Linked DNA regions of Sus scrofa: region 1 is linked to region 2. Evidence: chromatin contacts called from public Hi-C data. All regions are on one chromosome and are shown on one strand. Each heading gives the region's core, a stretch centred on a gene start, on an enhancer-like site or on the middle of the called end of the contact. The rest is flanking DNA. Distances are from core to core; before and after follow the strand shown.

Evidence for each region. Hi-C and Micro-C count contacts between places; a contact is called where the count stands out from the background.
Region 1: a contact with region 2 is called in a Hi-C map of brain, with 2.4 times the contacts expected there. The contact joins the promoter of LHX2 here to the promoter of DENND1A in region 2. A contact is called at or near these places in 2 of 47 Hi-C or Micro-C datasets (brain and epiblast stem cells).

What each region holds. Positions count from the first base shown.
Region 1 is chr1:264,896,401-264,903,225 of Sscrofa11.1, forward strand. It overlaps LHX2 (LIM homeobox 2), which reads left to right and starts at 4,531. Exons shown (of 5, transcript NM_001170519.1): 1 at 4,531-4,743; 2 at 6,303-6,505. The coding sequence starts at 4,624.
Region 2 is chr1:264,820,405-264,826,961 of Sscrofa11.1, forward strand. It overlaps DENND1A (DENN domain-containing protein 1A), which reads right to left and starts at 2,947. Exons shown (of 24, transcript XM_021074670.1): 1 at 2,789-2,947. The coding sequence starts at 2,805.

The DNA.
Region 1 (6,825 bases), core at 3,281-5,780, 78 kb after region 2:
GCTGAGTGGTGTAACCCTGAGAACAGGAGATGTTACACTCGCCCTGTGACTGCAGCCAACAGCTTTAAGGACGCAGTTCTTCTTGCTCTAAGGCAGAGAAGAAACAGTTGTTTTGGCCTCTTTCTACTTTGCAGTTATTATCCAAGAGGCTTTCCCACCCCAGTCTCCAGCGCCATCCTCAGTGTTTCAGGAGGTCCTTTGGCAGTGCCCAAAGGGGGCCCCCAGGCAGGCCGTTCTGGGGCCAAAGAGGGTGGCTCCCCCTATGCGGAATCCTTCCCTGGTGGCTCCCAAATCAGGCGTTTTCTCTTCCTGCCTTTCCCTCGGGGGAGATTCGAGAGGCTGCAAAAATCTGGGCGCCCGTTCGCTCGCTTGTCAAGAAGCAAACTGTCTTCACATTCTCCAAGAGCAACATCCCTGCCTAGGAAAAGGAAAGAAGAGGCAAAATAAATAAAACCAGTTAATGTTGTAGTTAACTTGCAAATCAAGTAAATCTGTTGGTGCCGTATTTGAGAAATAAACCATCAGAGCGTCACAGCAAACACACACTTCTGAACGTCTTCATTTTGATTTAATGGTATATCAGCGTCAACTATCGCTTCCTCTGCTGGTACACACGGCCTGATGCCGCGGGAGGAGGGTGCCCATGTTTATCACCGAGTGAGATGACTAATTACACCTTGTCAATCACCGGCTATGAAGACATAAAACCAGCGCGCACAATGAAGTAGTTGCCTGCAGCGTCAATTAGTTGGCGATTCCGAGGTTATTGCGTGGCCCTGCTTTGGCCGCCTCTAATAACGGGACAGAGCGCCGGGAACAGCGCACTGATCAATCACCCTCCTTCCGCGGCCGCCTGGCTCCCGCCCCCTCTTCCCCCGCCAGGCCCGGCCTCACTTTCTCTGGGCGGCATGTGCTTCCTCCCTCCGCGGCCCCGGCTCCGTGGCGCCGGCAGCCCCGGGAGCCCCGGGAAGTTTGCGCGCGGCAGCTCCGCAGCCGGCAGCCGGGAGCCCCGCAGCCTTCGGGGAGCGCCGGGGCTGGTGGCCCCTTTGTTGGAAGAGGCGTGGAGGGAGAGCTTTTGTTCTGAGTTAGTCACGGTGGCCGGCTGGAGGCTGCTACCTCATTATGCGCTGGGTCTGCCTGTCTGCGAGGAAGCAGATGGTGGGGAGGTAGGCAGCGGCGAGAGTAGCCAGACCTGAATTCCGTTCACCTGTCACCTCCCACAAAAGGCAGGTCCGAGGGACTTAGGGAGTCTCGGTCCCTGTCTGGGGGGAGGGGCGTCGAGCTGCCGCGGTTCCCGAAGCCTCCGCAGCTTCCATTTACCTGCGGATGCCCGCTCCCCCACCCCCTGCCATCCCCTCGGCTGCGGCTTCTCGCACCGTGTAAATGTCACTCACGTGTCAGGATGTGTGTGTTTACAGCCTGTTCCTCTCCTTGTTTAGTCTCCGCGGACAGGGCTCAGCGGCTGTGCGATGTCCCCCTGCAGCTGGGGGAGATTAGCAAAGTTACCGGCCTCTGAACCCCCGGGCTGGGGAGCCCCCAGATCCCGCCCCGCCGCGGGAAATGGGTTTGAATCTTTTGCAGACCGGAGCGCGTCCTAGCCTGACTCGGAGGGATAAATAGGCGGGCGCACCCGGCGGGAATCCTGACTGCTAGGAAATTTAGGATCGGTCAGCAATGGGTGTGGGCTGCAGGTCAGAGAGGTGGCGAAGAAAGCGTGTGCTTACAGATATGAGAGAAATGAAGAGCCGCACGCTGTGTTTCCACGTTTCTTGGGAAGCCCGCGGCAAGAGTTACTGAGTGCCCCTCCCCGCCCCCCGCAGCTCCTAGGGCAGCCCCTGGAGTTCTCAAAAACGTATTGCATCCATCCAGCCTGGGCACAGAGCTGCACCAAGGACAGACGCTCCAGCATTGTTACAATTTTCTCCTACCAGTTGAGCCACCTCCAGATGAACCCCAGTGACTCCCAGATTAGATTTTCATTCCCTTCTTTCTTTGAAAGAAAGTGCCCCAGATGCGTCAGTAAAACATGCTTGTTTATGTGTGTAGGCGTCCGTGTGCCTGGGCGCCAGCCGTGTGCAGGCGCCAGAACACACGGCTGTGTGAACGCTCGCACACACGAGTCTTTGGGTTTATGGTCCTTACCTCGCTTTGGGGCATCTGTGCACATGCAGCGAGTACACACTTACTTGGAACTTTAAGAGTTTTTGCAAATACACAAAACACGGCCTCGTAGACTCGTGCACAAAGCTTTAGGTAGAATAGCCTGAGCGAGCAATTGTACATACGACTGTGCAATTTTCCAGTTTACAGAGGCATCCTTTTGCCTGGTACTGTACTGTACTTACACTTGATGTGCACGTGCTAGCTCTGCATTCCTGCTGGCCCTGTTTTTGCCAACAAAGACGAACATGTGCATTTGCGCATATGAACATGCACTGCTTGGGTATTACAAGCAGAGGTATATTTGTCTGAAATTTATGTATGGTATGTGGAAAGTATGATTTTGTGCTGCTTCAATTCTATGCCCTCTAAGATAAACTGCACATCTCCTGACTAGTCCCTTCCCTCCTGCTGGTAAGCAAGTCACTTCACACAGACCTGCCTCCAGAGCAGAGTCAGGAGATGGGACTCTGTAACTGACTAGCTCATTCAGTTTTTCTCTACGTTCACTTTTTGTTTCCTAAATCCAGCTTCACCACCCACCCTAGAATCACTCCCAGGAGACTCTCGGTTGAGCCTGAAGTCTGGAATGGCCGTTGGGATTTACATGGCACACCAGGGTGTTGGTCCTTGGCGAAAAGGTGCAGGCAGGTGTCAGGATGGAGTCCCTTCTCTAACTGTATTGTGGCATGATGTACCCAACAGAGATTGGGCCTGTGATCCTTAATAACCTCGCTGCTGTTGCCTAAGGTAGCTCAAGTGAGAAAGTTTTTAGAGGGAGGAGATGGAAGGGGAAAAGGGAATGATGGGAGAATTTGCTTAGTGCCTACTATGTTCCAGGCAGTTTACACCCGTGATCTCTTTCGCTCATCACATCCATGTGGACAGGGCTTTCTTGACCCTCATTTAAAGATCAGAAACAGGCTTCCGGGAAGTGAAGTCATTTGCCTAAGGTTACACTGAAAGTAAATGGAAGAACTAGGATCTTAAGCCATGCCTTTCACAGTCCCAAAGCCATGCTTTCGCCCACTCTTCCTGGCTGGAAAGAGACCTAGAAGAGTGAGAAGGAGCTGCACTGCTGGGCCTTTAATTGGGCCCTAGCTCGCTGGAAGCGAGGATAACTGGCTGGCCCCACTCCCCGGGAGCCACGGCTCCCGCCGATTCTTGCCTCTCTGGCTCTGCTGGGTCCGCAGGAGGCCTGCGCGGTAGTCCGCAGCCCGCGGCGCGAAGCTTGGGCCAAAGGAAGAACTCGGCGGGAAGCGGCCGAGGGCTCCCCCAGCTCTGCTCCGGACCTGCCTTCTCAGGCCTCCCCAGCCGGTGCGCGAGGAGTGGCTCCGGGCCGAGGGGAGACTGGAGGGAGACTTCCTCAAGCATCCTTTAGTGGCTGCGTCTTCTTAGGATGGAGATGGCGGGGAGAGAGGGTTTAATTTTCCTTCCCAAAGAAATTACAGGAAACAGTTCGTAGCTTAAAACTCCAAACCCCGCGCTCTCCCTCCTCCCTCCCGCCCCCGCCCTCCAGCCTCGCCCACCAGCTCCCACCATCTCTTCGCTCCTCTCCTCCTCTTGCTGCTCCCCTCCCTCTCCGGTCTCCCGCCTTCCCGGAGCACGCGCTGCCAGGGCCCGGGGTGCCGGGCGGCCAATGGGGCGGCGGCAGGACGTGATGTCAGGCGCGGCTGTAGAAAAGGCGCGGACGCTTGGCTGGCGCGGACTGCAGAGCCGGGGCTGGGCTCGGCGCGCTCTTGGAGAGCCTTGCGCGCGGCTGGGCCCGCGGCCGGCGGCTCCTCCTCCTACTCTGCTCCTCCTCCTTTTTCTCCTCCTCCTCCTCCACCTCCTCCTCCACCTCCTCCTCCTCCTCTTCCTCCTCCTCCTCTTCAATTCTCCCGGTGTCTCTGCTCGGCTCGCTGGCTTCGGAGAAATCCCCACTCCAGTAGCCGACCCAGCGCCTAAGCGGGTCGCCTTGGGCTAAGGGCACACCCTGGGGAGGGGAGAGGTCTAGGCAGCTGGGCCGCCGCGGGCACCTAGTCGCACCCCGGTGAGCCCCGACTGCAGCCGTCGCCGCCTCGGGCAGACTTTGCGCTTCTGCTTTGCGCCCGGGGCGCCGAAGCCGGGCCGGCGATGCCCGCAGCGTGAAAGCGCCCGCGGCGGGTGGCGACCTCTGCCCTGGTCTCCCACCCCCTCCCGCACAGCACCCCCCCCCCGCCCCCTGCCCTTGTGACCCTGGCTTTGGCGCCGCCGCCCAGGCGCCCCGCGATGTAGCTGCCCTAGCGCCTCGGCGGGAGGCGTCCTGGCCCGCGGGCGCCCAGGGCCCGGAGCCCGGCCTGGGGGCGCAGCCGAGCTCGGGCGGGGCCGGGGCCGCGGTGGCGATGCACCGGGCCCGTTAGCGCGGGGAGCGCCAGGCAGCTGAGGCGGGGGCAAGCCCTCCCGCGGAGGAGCCGCGCCCCCGGCCCCGCCGGTCCCGCCGCGATGCTGTTCCACAGTCTGTCGGGCCCCGAGGTGCACGGGGTCATCGACGAGATGGACCGCAGGGCCAAGAGCGAGGCTCCCGCCATCAGCTCCGCCATCGACCGCGGCGACACGGAGACGGTAGGCGCACGGCTGCGGGGTCGGGGCGAAAAGCTGGGATGGGGCCGGTTCGGTCTGCGCCTCTGCTCTCCTAAGTTTGGGGGCACTTTGGAGAGCGTCCTTCGTGCCGCACGGGACTGGACGCTGGGGATCCGCGGACAGGATGCGAGGCCCGTAGCTCCCGGCTCAGGGGAAACCCGGCTGCTGGGGCGGAGGAGGGAAACAAGGTTGAAACCGAAATTTCAGACCCTCAGGGTGGAAGAGAGGATTTCTCCCGAAGTGGGAGCGAAGTCCTACCCGAGGCCCGGATGGCTCTCTTCTCACTTTTCCCGGCTTTTCGGTCGCCAGCCTCCGCGCTCTCCTCCACCACCGGCTCTGGCTACTGGCGCCGCCGCCTGAGGCGCGGGGAAGGACGAACCAACCGGCAGCACTGGGGCTCCAGCCGACTTGGGCCGTTCCCTGCTTCCTGGCGATCAGGTTCCCTCCCTAGCACAGTTTCACGGGTCGGAGTCCTCTGGGCCAGCGCTTTTTCGTTGATCGCGTCTTGGGCCTCCTGGCTGGTCCGACTTGGCCGGGTTAGCGCCGGGAGTTCAGGCTCTGGCCTGGCCCTTGTGGAAGGAGAGTCCAGTCGGATCTCCACACCTGGCTCCACCAGCTCAGCCCCAAATAGCCAGTTCCTTGCCTCAGACGTCTCTGGGGGCCAGAGGAGCAGACACTGTCCAAGCCGGGCCCAGAAGTGACCTTTAGAGGCAGAGGAGGTGGGGAGCACGAGCGAAGCTTCTCGCTTGGAAAGGAAGAGCAGCAGCTCCAGCGCCTCTGCTTCTGAACTTGTCTTCTGGAGTTAAACCCTCTCAGCCTGTCAGTTTGGTTAGGGGAGGATTTGAATTGGGCCTGTCGTGCACTCAGAGACTTTGAGGGTGCCCATGCACCCCACTCACCATCTCTCAGCACCCAAGAGGGCCCCAGCCAGTGGGGCAGAGGTGGTGGAGGGGCAGAGGTTGAGCGATTTGCCCTGGCCTAAACCTTCCGCTTAAGGATCCAGAGATCACTGGGGTTAGGGGCCAGGAACTCCACCACGTCTCTGGAGAGGAGTCTGTGTGGAGGTTGACTTTTAATGGCCATCATACCTCTTTTCCTGGGGCCCAGCAGAGTGGCTCCTTTAAGAAACAATTTGAGGGGGAGATTTTGGAGGGCTTGGCTGAAGTAGCCATCACTGCTCCAGCCCCCAAACGCTGCATGAACCTTTCTGAGAAAAGAGCAAAAGCGACAGGAAGGGGGAGAAGTAAGCAGAAAGATCTATCCAGGCCAGTCCCGGGTCCTGGGCCCGTGGCCGGCTTGGGCCCGTGGGCCGGCGTAGGTTCTGAGCCCCCCACCTCCCGGATATGGGCCTTTTGGGGTGGAGAAAGCACCCTGCACACCCTGGCGCCCTCCTCCCCCGTGTTTAGGGCTAGCGGGAGCCACGGAGGGAGCTTCAGGTGCCCGTTTCCGCGCCGGCGCCGCCGCCGCCGCTGCCGCCGCCGCCGCCGCGGGGTCGCAGGCTGACGCAGGCGCTTCGGTCTTGCGCCTCCCTCCCTCCGCAGACCATGCCGTCCATCAGCAGTGACCGCGCTGCGCTGTGCGCCGGCTGCGGGGGCAAAATCTCGGACCGCTACTACCTGCTGGCGGTGGACAAGCAGTGGCACATGCGCTGCCTCAAGTGCTGCGAGTGTAAACTCAACCTGGAGTCGGAGCTCACCTGTTTCAGCAAGGATGGAAGCATCTACTGCAAAGAAGACTACTACAGGTAACCCCCGCCTCGGGACCCACTGCCCTGGGCACCCTGGACCCCGCATCTCAAAAACAATCTTGTCCAGTTGCCTTCCCTGCAGTCCCAAGGGAGGGCTCCCTTACCTAGGTCCTCCCTTCTTCAAGCCAGTTCAAAATGGGTGGCATCCTTTTTAAACAGCAATTTGAGGGAACTCTTGGAAAGATCTGTGAAGTGTAGGGACCCAGAGCAAAGCAGAAGCTGCCCTCTTCTTAGCTCAGAGCAAAAATAAGCTTGGGATGGGTGGTCCTTGCCCCCTTCTCCCTTTGAAGTTTCTTGGGTCCACTAGAGGGAACGAA
Region 2 (6,557 bases), core at 1,697-4,196:
GCTAACAGTACCTACATCATTGGACAGTTGTAAGGATTTGATGAAATGGTTCACATAAAGTATTACCACCGTGCCTGACACAGAAATTATGCTCATCCAGCCTTAGTTTGAAAGAAAAGTCTGCTCCAACACTAAACCTCAACACCTGTGCCTAGCAACACACCTGCTTAACTACCGCTCCTTTAACAGACACCAGCTTCACAATTACACAGAGTACTGGTTTTAATCAACCTTTAATTTTTAATGAATGTTGAGTCCCGCTCTGCATGTTCAGTCTAATTCCTGGATCATCTAGACCCTCTTCTCCCTTACCCAAAATGCACAGTTCTCTGGCATTCCTGGTATAAAATACAGCCGTTTTCTTAGTCTTCTGATAGAGAAGGTATAAAAGAAAACAACCACTGGGTTTTTAATATGAGCCCGGCAGTCACGTTGATGCTGTGTTTATTGCTAATGATGACCCTGTAACATGTAGTCCTCGCCATTTTACCCTCAGGGAAAAGTGAGGGTGAAAGAAGTATTCTGTACAAAGTTTCAGAGTCAGTAGACAAAAGAGCTGGAATCTGAATCCAAATCTGTTTCCACAGTGTCAGCCTGACTGGGCCACACAGTACAGAGATGAGGCAAGAAAGTTCAGGCAGTCAGAGCAACTCTCCTGCTCCCCACCCCAAGGCTGTCCCACACCATGCAGCCTATTTAGACTTAAGACTTCACCTCAGTCTTGAACACCCTCAGCTAAGTCCGTGCTTTCCTGTCAGGATGGAACGGACAGTCAGCAGTAACCAAAGTTCTGTTTCCTCCAAAAAACTACTAGCTGGCACCTAAGTAGATGGTTTCCTGACCACTGGTCCATCTTCATTCCTGCCGGCAGGCTGAAGCCACGCAGTCACCATAAATCACAACCACTCGCTTTTTGTAACTTCTCTCTTCATATTCTCTTTCAGCCTCACCACAAGTAAAGCTCACATTTTCCCCAAGCCTAAGTTTGAATCACCAAGCAGTCTAGTTTCAAGATCAAGAAAGCTATCTTCATACTAATTTCACGTGTTAGCATAGGTTCTCTTGCCAAGTGCTCAGATACACAGCAACAGGTTGCACAAAACACACCTGAGGCCTGCAATGTTCAAGAGCAAGACAGAGACCCGATGCCTAGTCATCTGAACTTCCACTTGTTGGATTTTCATGTTGATTCCGACACTGACTTGACTCCTATCTGGCAAGTTTCTGAACAGCTCTGTAACAAGAATAGTAAGAAGCTTCACAAGTATACTCTGCGACATTAAGGTGGCTTTTGTAAAGTGTTTCTAAGTACTATTGAAATCCAAGTTTACAACGCTTTACTTGGAAGCAGGAGCTAAGCTTGGAGTGCCTCTTTAATCCCAATGCTTCCCAGACTACGTCTTTTTACTCCCAAGCTTCTTAGGCTCTTAAATGGAGCATGCTTCTCTTTCCCCTCATTTCCACAAAAATCAACAATTAACAGTGTGCTCATCCAACTCTTCCGTTTTCATTATCATAAGCAAACTTTTTCTAGTCTCAGGGCTTCTGCAGTCAATTAGATACATTTTGTGAATGGAGGCCTAAACTGGTCGCCCAGGAGGCTAGGCAAAGGTCACACTGCAGGAATATGGACTGGACAAGAGATGCAATACTTGAATAACTATTAGATTTCACCCATAAGGTCCTTCCCCTTTCAAACTTCCCCAGCATAATTCTCAAAATGCTGAAATAAACACATTCCTCAGACTTTCTTGGAAGCAGGTTTAAAGTGTCCTAGGAAAGCTGTTTTAAGGAACAGCCTAAGCTGTTAACTTTGTTTCTAAGTGCCCTTAAACAATTCTATTACTCATAGAGAAAAAGTGAACATTTGTTAGTGATTAAAGATAAGGCATCTCCTGTTCTGGAACTGAGGAAGGGAGAGGCCAAAAGAGGACCTGGCTGGGAGGGGAGATAGAGTCCAAAGCAACACACCCAAATGGGACTGCGTACAAGTTGCACTTTCCAAAGTCAATTTCTAGGTCTAGAAAGAGGGTAACAATGTTTCAATGGGTTCTGAAGTCAGATGTATCAACAATTTCCCCGGAAAACTAACCCTCCACCAGGGACACCAGATGAATGAATGAGGGAATTTGCCAGATTGGATTACTAAACCTTTCCAACGATTATCAACATCAGGTGCTCAGTTACAGCACAGAGGTATCTTCCCTCACAGCCTTTGGCCCCTGCTGTGAGGAGACTTTCAGAGACTGAAGGGAGAAACAGGAGGAGAGAGAAAAGGGCCTTTCTCCCCAGGACATTCAGACCTTAAGTCCTTAAGTGGCCTCTCCCTCGGAAAACCTTACGCGACTTTTTATGGGGGCCCGCAGGCCTTCAGCAGCCAGGCTGCCACCTCAGGACCTGCCCAACTCTCAGGGGCGGCCCAAACACACAACACCCTTGGGGAAGTTGCTTCCGGAGGTTCCTCGCCCTCCCCCCAACACTTGTGTGACCGTTTTCAGAGGCTCTCCGTAACCCGGGGGGAGGGGGCCACCTTGTAATCTCAAGCTGTTTCAGCCCTCAGGTGAGGAGAAGGCACCTGACCACCCGCGCCCTTGCACCCCGCGCGCACCCCGCCCCCGCGCCTCCCTGGATCGTCATGGCAACAGTCCCCCTTCCCGCGTGACGCCGGCACGCGGGGCGCCCCTCAGGTCCCGGCAACAAGTCCCCCGCGCGGCCCGCGGCCTGCAGCCCTTGCCCGGCCTCGCCTCCCCTCGCCCGGCCCGGCTCCGCCCGGCCCGGCCGCACTCACTTGATCCTGGAGCCCATGGTCCCCGGGCCTCCTCATGGGCCCGCGGGCCCCGCTCGGCGCTGCGCTGCCCGCCCGCCCGCGGCCGACCGGCCTCCCTCCGGCGCTCTCCCCGCCCCTTCCTCCCTTCCCTCAGGCTGGGCCCGCCCGCTCGAAGCTCCCTCCCTCGCCGCCGCCGCCTCCCGGGGTTAATGTACTCGCTTCAGCCGGGCGAACGCCATGGTCGCCGGCGCGCGTGCCCGGCGCGCGCCGCCCCCTCCGCCTCTCACACGGCCGCCCCCTCCCGCCCGCGCCGCCGCCGCCCACGGGGGCTGCTGGGAAGTGTAGTCCGCTTGCGGGAGGCGGGGCCGCCTGAAGGCTGTGGGGGGTGGGCGGGGACGACGCTTCCGCCCGAGTGGACGCCCGGAGCTCCGTGGCCGGTCCCTTCCGGGTGCAGGCCCCTGAAGGCCTTCATTCCCAGTTGTCCTGTTGACTCGAAGACCTTCATCCCATAGAGACCGTCAAGCTCACCTGAAGAAACCTTCACTCAATTCCTCTCCTATGGAGTCCTCCCCTCCCAGGAGCTTGGGTGTAGAGATAATCTGTCTCCCACTCAGGCTTCCATGAACACACAAGTTTCCCTTTGAAAATCGTATACCTTCCAGTAAGTTCCTCAGGGGAGCCATAGACCTACTTCTGTCACACTAGCCACTTCCCTAACGTGTGTCTTGATGGAACCTTTAAGGAGATCTCACGTACCCACAGGAAAGCCACCTGGGAGCTTCATAGGACGCCTTGAGTGGCTCTGCTCTGCCCCTACCCTTGACCTCAGCCTCCCTTCATCAGCCATTTGGGGGGCTCCAATGCAGAAATCTCATGCCACCGTAACAGTACAGATGGAGATTAAGGCAATGCAAAGGAAGGTACTTAAGAACCAAGATCATCAACCTGCTCCTCCTTGGGGTTCACTTTCATGAACATTCCAATATCATCCCCTCTAGGCCCGCAGGAATCACAAAGGAAGCAATCATGATCGCTTTCATTAGCTACCTTTCAATGTGTGAGTGATTGAGTATCCTCTCTCAATCAGGTGCTATATTTCCTCTACCTGGTTAGAACCAATCCTCCCAGTAATCTTGTGAGTTTATCCCCGCTCCTCCCAAAGAGGAAACTGAGGCATGTGCTCAAGGTTACATAAGTAGCAACTGGTGGAATGGAGATGAGCATCCAGACTGAGAAATTCCAGACACCTGACATAGTTTGCCCACAGGTGAGAAGATGCTGTGGGTTCATGGTTCCCTTTTGAAATTAGGCTCTTCTTTTTTACAGTTTTCTGTTCTGAAATACCATTCATCTCGTCTGCCATTTTAGCTCTTATAAATTCGTGGAGTGTCTCCCTACCCCACAGTCACCACAGTAACTAGTCCCAACCGGGCAGAGAGCAAAGAAAGCAAGAACTCCTTTGAGAGTTACATTCTGGATAAAGATAATGTTTCTCTTTTGCCTATGCCCTGAGGTTGTTGAAGGCATAGGATGAACTTTTTTGAATTAAAATAAACAAAGTGGAAAATGTCCAAACTGCCTTTTCGAATTCAAAGTCTCTTGCACCCAGACACCAACACTGACTTATAAACATCCCCAGGAGCAAAGCTCTGCTAGACAGAGGCAGGGCCTCTGTAGTGTTTATTCACCTTGTTTCCTATGAACCCTCTCCAAGGAACAGTTGTTATCAAGATCTTCCCTGGAATGAGCAGCCAGTTCAAAAGCTCTGAGCAGGAGACTATAAATAAAACAAAATTATTTGGTGGAGGGGAAAGCTGGCTGTTTTTCAAAGGATGTTGTAGCCATCCTGGCCACAGAAATGTCTGAGTGTCTGCTGGGTGAGGTGGTGGTGGTGGTGGTGGTGGTGGTGGTGTGTGCGTGATGCAGGGAGAGACTGGAGGGGGAGGCCTGTGAATCTGTCCAGGTGGCCTCTGAGACTACGGGGTGGTCTGGGGAGAGAACATTGAGCGGGGAGTTAGGAGTCTGGCTTCTCATGCTAGCTGCTTCTCCAACACATTTGAAGCAAAAGATTTTAAGCAAATGTCTGCTTCAGTTTCCTCCTGGTAGAAGGAATATAGGAGGAGTTCACATCATAAGAGAGAGGGTGATATAGGAATTAAGCGGGCAGGCTCTGGAGCCAGACTGCCTGGGTTCAAATCTCAGCTCGGCCTCTTACTAAATATGTGCCCTTGAGTAAATTATTCCCTTTCCCTGTGCCTCAGATTCTCTGTCTGTAAAATGGAAATTATAGTCATAGATCTATCTTATGGAAATGGCATGGAGATTAAATGAGTTAATGACACTTATAAAGTACATAAACAGTGACTAGCATGTGGTAAGCCTTTAAAAATTATCTGCAATTTAAAAAATACTGTGTAATGGAAACAACCCAAATGTCCATCAACAGATGATTGGATTCGGAAGATGTGGTATATATACACAATGGAATACTACTCAGCCATAAAAAAGAACGACATAATGCCATTTGCAGCAACATGGATAGAACTAGAGAATCTCATCCTGAGTGAAATGAGCCAGAAAGACAAAGACAAATACCATATGATATCACTTATAACTGGAATCTAATATCCAGCACAAATGAACATCTCCTCAGAAAAGAAAATCATGGACTTGGAGAAGAGACTTGTGGCTGCCTGATGGGAGGGGGAGGGAGGGGGTGGGAGGGGGGAGGGAGGGAGGGGGAGGGAGTGGGAGGGATCGGGAGCTTGGGCTTATCAGACACAACTTAGAATAGATTTACAAGGAGATCCTGCTGAATAGCATTGTGAACTATGTCTAGATACTCACGTTGCAACAGAAGAAAGGGTGGGGGAAAAATGTAATTGTAATGTATACATGTAAGGATAACCTGACCCCCTTGCTGTACAGTGGGAAAATAAAAAAAAATAAAAAATAAAAAATAAAAAAATTAAAAAAAACTGTGTAATAACATATATGGGAAAAGAATCTGAAAAGGAATGGATGCGTGTATATATATAACTGATTTACTTTGCTGTAACCTGAAACTAACGTAACTTTCTAAGTCAACTATACTCCAATACAATTTATTTTAAAAATAATAGAGGAGTTCCCGTCGTGGCTCAGCGGTTAATGAATCCGACTAGGAACCATGAGGTTTCGGGTTCGATCCCTGGCCTTGCTCCGTGGGTTAAGGATCCAGCATTGCTGCGAGCTGTGGTGTAGGTTGCAAACGTGGCTTGGATCCTGCATTGCTGTGGCCTTGGTGTAGGGCGGCGGCTACAGCTCCGACTAGACCCCTAGCCTGGGAACCTCCATATGCCGAGGGAGCAGCCCTAGAAATGGCCAAAAAAAAAAAAAAAAATTATTAGCAATTATTATATACAAGACACTTAGCACAGTTCGACATTTATTTTTATTTTTTTAATTTTTAAATTTTTTTTTTTTATTTTTAGGGCCGCGCCTGCAGCATATGGAGGTTCCCAGGCCAGGGGTCGAATCGGAGCTGTAGCCGCCAACCTACGCCACAGCCACAGCAACTTGAGATCTGAGCTGCATCGGCGACCACACCACAGCTCACAGCAACGCTGGATCCTTAACCCACTGAGCAACACCAGGGATCGAACCCACAACCTCATGGTTCCCAGTCAGATTCGTTAACCACTGAGCCATAATGGGAACGCCGCATTTATTATTAATTGTAATAATCTTCATAATAAATAGTCCTTTACTTGGATTCAGGAGACCCGAGTTCCCAACCCAGAATGTAATT